Linked DNA regions of Mus musculus: region 1 is linked to region 2. A link is a contact called in public Micro-C data. All regions are on one chromosome and are shown on one strand. Each heading gives the region's core, a stretch centred on a gene start, on an enhancer-like site or on the middle of the called end of the contact. The rest is flanking DNA. Distances are from core to core; before and after follow the strand shown.

The links. Hi-C and Micro-C count contacts between places; a contact is called where the count stands out from the background.
Region 1: a contact with region 2 is called in a Micro-C map of macrophages, with 8 times the contacts expected there. The contact joins the enhancer-like site here to the promoter of Arg1 in region 2. A contact is called at or near these places in 2 of 39 promoter capture datasets (3T3-L1-derived adipocytes and cranial neural crest), 2 of 484 Hi-C or Micro-C datasets (cranial neural crest and macrophages), 3 of 115 datasets of contacts at active chromatin or transcription factors (microglia, neural progenitor cells and stem cell-derived neural progenitor cells) and 2 of 9 other capture datasets (embryonic stem cells and liver).

The regions. Positions count from the first base shown.
Region 1 is chr10:25,126,763-25,130,751 of GRCm38.p6, forward strand. It overlaps Gm51762 (a long non-coding RNA gene), which reads left to right. Exons shown (of 2, transcript XR_003948858.1): 2 at 1,025-2,638. Among named protein-coding and RNA genes, the nearest start is that of Gm36313, 25 kb to the right of the region's middle. Within about 2 kb of position 1,874, at least 64 of the 459 cell types and tissues checked have an H3K27ac peak or open chromatin away from gene starts, as enhancers often do. A contact at or near this core is called in macrophages, where this site is marked.
Region 2 is chr10:24,925,898-24,929,664 of GRCm38.p6, forward strand. It overlaps Arg1 (arginase, liver), which reads right to left and starts at 1,573. Exons shown (of 8, transcript NM_007482.3): 1 at 1,415-1,573. The coding sequence starts at 1,471. Gm40616 (a long non-coding RNA gene) reads left to right here. Exons shown (of 4, transcript XR_001779741.2): 3 at 1,065-1,876; 4 at 3,595-3,767.

The sequences.
Region 1 (3,989 bases), core at 624-3,123, 200 kb after region 2:
GCATAACAGGAAATTAGTATATATATTTTTATAATGTATGCACCTTGGCTTAGATAACAGCAATGTCTATATTCTTTACTAATTTAACAGACAATTAAGAAAACATGGAGAAGTTGGGTAGGTGTTTGTCCCTAGGCTGGGAACATAATCTTGTTTGACCCTGCCAGCAGTCTGAAGAGGTTGTCCTTGAGATGGCTGGACTAGACAACTGTTTACAATAGAAGCTGTTCAGTTAAAGGGAAGTCCCCAGCTCCCCTATGCCTGGGACCCTGAATTTCATTTCTTTTTATGATTAAACAGAGTCTGAAAACAAAATGGTAGCATTTACAAGAAGTTTCTTTTGCTTGTTCCTAACACTTATTTATCTAAATATTAGAAATTTCCATTAAAAATGTTTAAATTTAGTTTCCCTAAGGATTATGTAAGAATGTGAAAGCTAACAGAAGAAAATAACCCGAAAAAGTAATGAGAAGGCAGGAAATTGGAATAAACCCATGAGCTTGAAGTACTTATTCCCAGAATAAATATTTGCCTTACATCTTGCAATATTGCTCTAAATGATTATAAATGTCAATTTATTTGGAAACTAAGTTGCCTAGAATTTAGATCAACAAGTTAAATTCATAAGTAAATACGCTCCTTCAGCAATTTGAAGCGGCAGCTAAAGAGTAATTGGGAAATCACAGAGAATTATAGAATTATGCTACATTTGTTAAATCTAGTGGATCTGGCAGATAACTATTTACCTCTGAAATTGCTTTCTGGGAAGTGAAAAGAACAGAGGGGACATGTACAAAAATCAAATCAGGTTTGGTTAAGAGCTTTTCCAAGGGCAATGAACTTCTATTCAGAAAGCGATGCACGGTTATCTCAGAGCCACGACTCCCAGTATCTGAAATAATGTGATTTGGAAACAAAAGGTCTCAGACTTTTCTCTGAGTGAAGCTTTCTAAGGCTCCTTCCATCCATGTCCCAGGATTCAAATGAGCCCATCTATGATGTTTTCTTCTCTTTGCCTTCTCAGAGCTTGGAACGTAGAGAAAAGGCAGTCAGGGGAAGCCTGGAGGAGGACTCTATCTCCTGTTCCTGCTACCCACGAGTCTTTGCTGCCTCCACAGAACAACGTCTAACCTTTTCTCACCCCCAAAGACACTGACCAAGGCATTTCTGGGGCTCCTCAAACTCCAGCCCCCACCCTCCCAGCTAGTCCTCCACTCCACCACTGCAATTCCAGGGGGAGTGTTTGCTTCCACTCTCGACACTACACACTTGTTCTCTAGTTGATGATAAAGGCACCATCACACAAGCCAACTATGAAATGAAGCAGTGGTCCAACTGTCAAAAACTAAAGAAAGGTCTAATAACTGTCTCAGAAGAAAACATTTTCAAAAGCAACGTGAAATGAGTCATCTCATCTTATAAATTATAAGGAATATCGTGGAGGGTGTGGGGACACCTACAGAGACCAGAAGAAGGTCAGATACCCTGGAACTGAAGTTACAGGTAGTTAGGAGCTAAGAACTAGACTCGGGTCTCTAGAAGAACAAGAAGCACTTTTAGCCACTAAGTCATCCGTCCAGCTCCCATCTCAACTTTTATGGCTTCTCTGACAGAGACGCCAGAACACAAGCAAACGTCTAATAAAATTTCTTCAGTCAACAAATTTCCACTGTCTAGCCCTATTCTGAGAAAAGCCTCAGGAGTTGGCTAATCCCATCTCCCCTCAGTGGCTCTTCCTGTTACCCCTCTATTGTGCAACAGTTTTCTCGGAAACTGAAACATTCCAATCTGCAAAGAAACTCCTTAAGCAGAAGACTCTGAGTCCAGACCAGCTGCGTGGAAAACGTGGAAACCCACAGGCTGTGCAGTGTGCTCCAGGCTCCCAGCTTCGTGAGCTGTCCCCCACTGCTGGCGTGGATTTGGGTAATGCAGCTGTCTTTGAGTCATTTCTGCTTCTGTAAGTAACCCCACTAAAACTCATGATTCATCAAGTTGAACTTCACTGGTATCCATACTGTGATCTGTCCTTGGCTCTCTCTGGGTTGAGTGCATGTGTATGCTGTGTCACCCTAGGAAGACTTTTGTCACACACTCTCCTACTGTTGAACTTCAGATCACTGCTTCATTCACCACCACCTCGACCGCCTCACCAATTCTGGGTAATTCTAGGCTCCTAAGTCTGTTTTATCTGAGATTGCCCCCCAGGAGCGACAGGATTCCAGCTGGAATACTGGCTGATCCTTGGGAGTGGGTAGAGAAGAAAAAGGCATGAGGCAGATTTCTCTGCACGCCAAGCTTGATGGAAAGGATACCTCCTCAAGGAAGGGAGATTTCCTGGGGAAGTCATGTTTTTCCTAGGAATTTAGAGGTGGTGCTGAAGACTTGCAATTAAGGGTTGTTGGGGGAAAGATGAATGTAAAGTTCAGAGCACTTTTGCTTACTGACCTCCCCCTGTTCACAACATTAAAAACACTGACTGGAATGTTCCCAAGTTCTGGGTTATAGAAGGCAGAGGACTCAGTCCCTCCATCTCTCTTTGCTATTTAAGCCTCATTCTGTTCTCAGTTGTTAATTTCTGACCAAAACCGGTTATTCTGTCTTAAAATATTTTAATTAAAACTAAATCTTTAATGTTTCATTTTTGCCTGATGTCATTATTGCCAAACTGCATATTCTGGGACTGATTTCCAAGGACACTTCTTGGAGGACACCCGCATCTTGTGCTGAAGCCATCAGAGTCGTCACATCTCTGGTAAACATGACTTTGACAAGCCCTTTGCTGTTGTTCAGTTTAGTGGTTTTCAAAATCTGTGGCATGCTTAAGGACTAGAAACTGCCCTGATCAACCTTGGAGAAGCACACAAAAGAATAACACTGAGGTAGCTCACAAAACTACATCAGGAAGCCCTTTGTTTCAAACATAAGTCTATTGTCTCTGTTGTCAGCTGAGAGGTTCGAGGAGGTCAAAGGTTAGGGCAGTGAGCACATTCTCCCTGGGGTCCTCAGTGACCGTCAGTACTTCCTTTTCCTCTTCCCTGCTAGCTCCGTTCCCACCTTCCTCAGGAATTCTAGAGATAGACCGGTGCTGCCCAAGTGACTCTGGAATCCTCTATTTCATGTCTCTGACTGGCCTTGTTCATGTTGAAGATGAGGAATTATGAGTTCATATCAGGTCATTGATAGATTTCCTTCCCACATAAGATGGCTCCAAGTTTAAGTGGGAGAGTGGGAGAAGGCAAAGTCAATTGTGAATGCTTTTGGCATCCTAAGAGCATCTTTTGCTACAAGATGGAAATAACTGGGTGTGATTTCCGAAGGCAACAGGTCTTCTTCCTGGGGCTGTCTCTTCTTGTCCTGTCACCCTCTTCCCAGGTCTTTAGGCCCGAAATGAATTTTCAGTTACTCAAACTTTGTCTGATATCACTTCTTGATAGTCAAATAAAACCAAAAGATTGACTTTAGTTGTAAAAACAACAGAATATCCATGGTTCAATTTCTCAGCAGATATTTCCTCTGCAAATGACTGTTGACCTTGACAGTAGAGTTGCGATTTTGAGTCATATTGTTCTTGTTTAATGCAGTATACACTCTCTGGGTTTATTGTAGTCTATTGCACAAAATTGAATAAAGCAGGCTTGTTGTTTCTCCTTCAGGATTGATGCTATAATGTGGGCAGTAAATTTATTGAGGCATCCTAGAAAACGGTCCTTTATTGTGAAAATCATAACAACAAATAGAAACAATTATTTGTTACTATACAAAGAAACTTTATATTATAGTCACAATGTTTCCCCACACTGAAGTCTTTATTTGAATACATATGAAACAAAGACTCTCAAGGCACTTGATGTGTATAAGCAGCAGGAATATCATGGTTTTTATTTTCAGCTGTCCTTAAGAAATTACAAGTCTAAAGATCTTACATTTTGAGACCTCTAAAGTAATTAACCCCACATAAATAAGGTAAAGAAAATTGCACCGCTACCTTT
Region 2 (3,767 bases), core at 323-2,822:
CATGGTGCTGAGTTCTCTGGAACTTGAGCTATGGGCAACTGTGAGCCGTCTGGTGTGGGGGATGGGAACTGAACCCTTGTCTTCTCAAAGAGGAGCAAGTGCTCTTAACCACTGAGCCACTTATCCAGACCCATATTGTGATTTTTTGTTTGTTTGTTTGTTTTGGTTTTTCGAGACAGGGTTTCTCTGTATAGCCCTGGGTATCCTGGAACTCACTTTGTAGACCAGGCTGGCCTCGAACTCAGAGATCCACCTGCCTCTGCCTCCCGAGTGCTAGGATTAAAGGCGTGCGCCACCACGCCCGGCCATATTGTGGTTTTAAAGGCATCATGAATCAACAAAATACCCCCATATTCTAGTGTTCTGGGAGAGCTCTGTGGAGATTTTTCCATAGAAGGTGAAATGCTATTACTGATACCAAATACAGTCTGGGTCTCCAACCTTCCACAATTTGTATAGTGAAGAGGGTGTGTGTGTGGGGGGGGGCGGGGGGCAGATTATATCTTTAGGTTCCACAGTTTAAAAGGCTAAAGGCTGCCTGAGTCTAAAAGCCAAGAGAAAGACCCCACGTAAAACAAAAGGACCCAGGAGTCACACACCACCTTGCTTGGCTTGGATTCCCCCCGTCCTTTTTAAACACAGAGAGTTGGAGCCTAAGGCATCCTGCTATCTCATTCTAATTAGCAGCCTGAGCGTATCCACGCAGACGGGGAATGAGGAGCGCATTTAGGCAGTGCTGACATGCGTGAGTCACTTAGGCGGGCTAGGCAGAGATTTATGGATCCATTAGTCGTGCAGACCTGATGTATTGTTTTATTTGTTCTCCTTAAAGAGAGATGTAAACCCCCCACCTCCCCCCCCATCTCCCCCCCCCAACTAATACTCAAAATCATTAAGCTCAAAATACCATGAATTCTTCGCAAACTTGCAAAAGCTCTATTATTTAAGTTATCCAAATTAAAACAAGCCTAAAGGCTACCTACCACCACCCATTACATTTTTCTAAGCATGAATTACGTAACCAGACTAATGTGTTTTCTTACAATCTCTCACTCCATACTCAGAAAACATCAAAAGCACCAAGAGCCACCGTAACTATGAGAGAAACTGCAGCCCAGACACAGGTGATCTACATCCAGAGGGTTTTTCTTCAAGCTTTGTAGTGACTCTTTGTCTTGAAATGGACTTTGGCAGGATCCAAAAGTCGGCAAGCATACTATGCCACACAGTGGTGAAGAGACTTGAGCTCTAGCACCTGGAGCCCAGATGGTGCTGGGAAGCTTGTAGCCCCAAGGCAACGCCTGTTAAGTGTTAAGAATGTAACATTTCCAGCTTGCAGCTAGACCACGATGCCTGGCAAGTGTTAAAATGTAACACTTCCCAATAAATTCCAGTCATTCAAAGCCAAACTCACCTGTCCTTTTGAGAAAGGCGCTCCGATAATCTCTAAGGACTTTGGCTTGGAGCTCATGCTCTCTCTGGGTTCCAGCGGCTGCTGCTGCTGCATGTGCTCGGGCTGTCCAGCTCCTCTCCACCGGCCGTAACCCTAAAAGACAGAGGGCACATCTTTTTCCCCCCTTATAATCAGGTTGGATCTGTTTATCCAACAACTGGCTCCGCCCACCGAATGGAAGAATGACAGAGTCAACAGAACCTCCCCATCAGAGGAACTACCATTCTTCCCTCTGAGCATTATTCATCCGTCCAGTTCACACCCTTTTGAAAAAGCCAGCTGGATGACATTAATCTCTCCTCAGACAATTGACAATTATGTGTGATTTCATAACCTCATGTGAAGTGCTAGGCTTCCGGCCTGGGCACCTCAGGGCAGGGTGCTCACCTTTTCCAGGATTTAAGTCCACTGGGGACTTGCAAGGTGAGGCTAAAACAGCAAGTGGGGGGGGGGGGTGAGGGGGTGGGGGGGGTGTCTCTTACTTCCCTCCTGTTGAGCATCCTGAGTCAAGGCTTCAAGTTCTGGGGAAAGTGAGACACATTTCATGTGTCACCAGGTTACACTGTCTAGGAAAGCATGGGGCTGGTTTTTGTTTTATATTGTTGTTGTTGTTATTATTATTATTATTTACAGGAAGGCATCATTTATTTCCCTGACAACCCAAAGCAGTTCTATTTTTGAAATACAGTCTCCAGGAAAATCTCATTTTTGGAATCATGATATCCCAAGATAGGGAAAGCAAACTAGCTAATATGAGTTGTCTTTGTCGTGTGCCAAGTGCTATTCTAGTTAATGTTCTTTCGCTTCCTGTTTCCTCTTTAAACTAACTTCAGACTGAGAATCATTCTTATGCTGTTTTGCCCAGGAAGAGACTGCAGCTTGGTGAGGTTGCTAGTCACATACAGGTTGCAGAAGAATCGAAACGGAGCAATGGGCATTCTGCACCCGCCGAGCTGCCGCGATTCTAATCTACACACCAGCAGAGTGTCAGCAGGGCCCCCTGAGATCTAGGGCAGATGAGAGAGGCCAGCCGGTAACACCAAGCCCGATGACCCGAGTTTGACCCGAAGAACCCATTTGGTGCAAGGAAAGAGTCAACTCCTCCAAGTTGATCTCTGACCTCCACGTGGGTGATGTGGTCCGGTCCCTGTGTAAAGCCACCCCCAACACTAAAGAAATATTTTTAAAAGTATTAATTTAGAAGAAACACAACCAAGTATTCTCCCAGTTACAAAGTTACATGATTATAATTTTAAAAAGAAAACCCACATGTCAGAAGTAAATTTCTTTAACCTTGTGAGGACAAAAAGCACCCAGAATTTTAATACCTCAAGAAAGATTCTGTTCCCTCTACCATCAGTACATAGAATCGTTCAGTACAAAATAAACATTGACTTATTGATTGAATAAATGTATTGCATTTATTGAATGAATAAATCAAGAAGCCAAAGTCCCTCAGGACCATTTTGATACCTCCTTTTCAAATATATTTTTCATCTTACTATGTTTTTCTGATATACGGTTATAGATTTTTTTAAAAAATTGATTTATGTAAGATAGAATTTTCCTATATATTTGAAGCTAGCTAGGAATTTAAGTTTTACCTGCTCCCAGATCCCAAATGTGCACCTCTACATTTTTGTTTGCTTTTTGGAGACATGTTTTCTTTGTGTGGCTCTGGCTACCCTAGAACTAGCCCTATAGACCAGGCTAACCTTGAACTCACAGATAGCAATCTGTCACTGCCTCCTGAGTGCTGGGATTAAAGGTGTGTGATACCACCACCTGTCAATACCTCTACATTTTCTTCTATTTAATTTAAACTTTCTCTTTCTTTGGGCCTCTTGGTGCTGGCCCACAAATTCCAGCTATTTGAGAGGATGAGGCAGGGGGATTATAGGTTCAACACCTGCTGGGGTTATAGGGTTAGTTCAAAGGTCAACACAGAACCTGCCCCAAAGGTAAAAAGAAAAGAAGAAAAATGCCATTCAGGGGTAGATTGTTTTCCTGCCTGAAAGATGCTGGGCTTAAGTCTTGGATGCATGAAGAATTTGCTATTCACAGTGATTGCTGACTGTTGCGTCCATTTTTTTTTTTTTGTATTTTGTTTAAATCCTCCATTTCCCCTTTGTCTCTCCCAGTTTCCCCACCAGCACCAAATGGACAGACTCCCCACGTTACCACTGAGCTATCTCCATCAGATGCCAAGTTGCTGTTATAAACGATATGCTGCTCCATCTTCCAGTTTCCTCTATGCCCTGGGCTCATCACCTGTGGCTGCACCAATCCATGCAGCCTCATTGGTAGGGCTTCC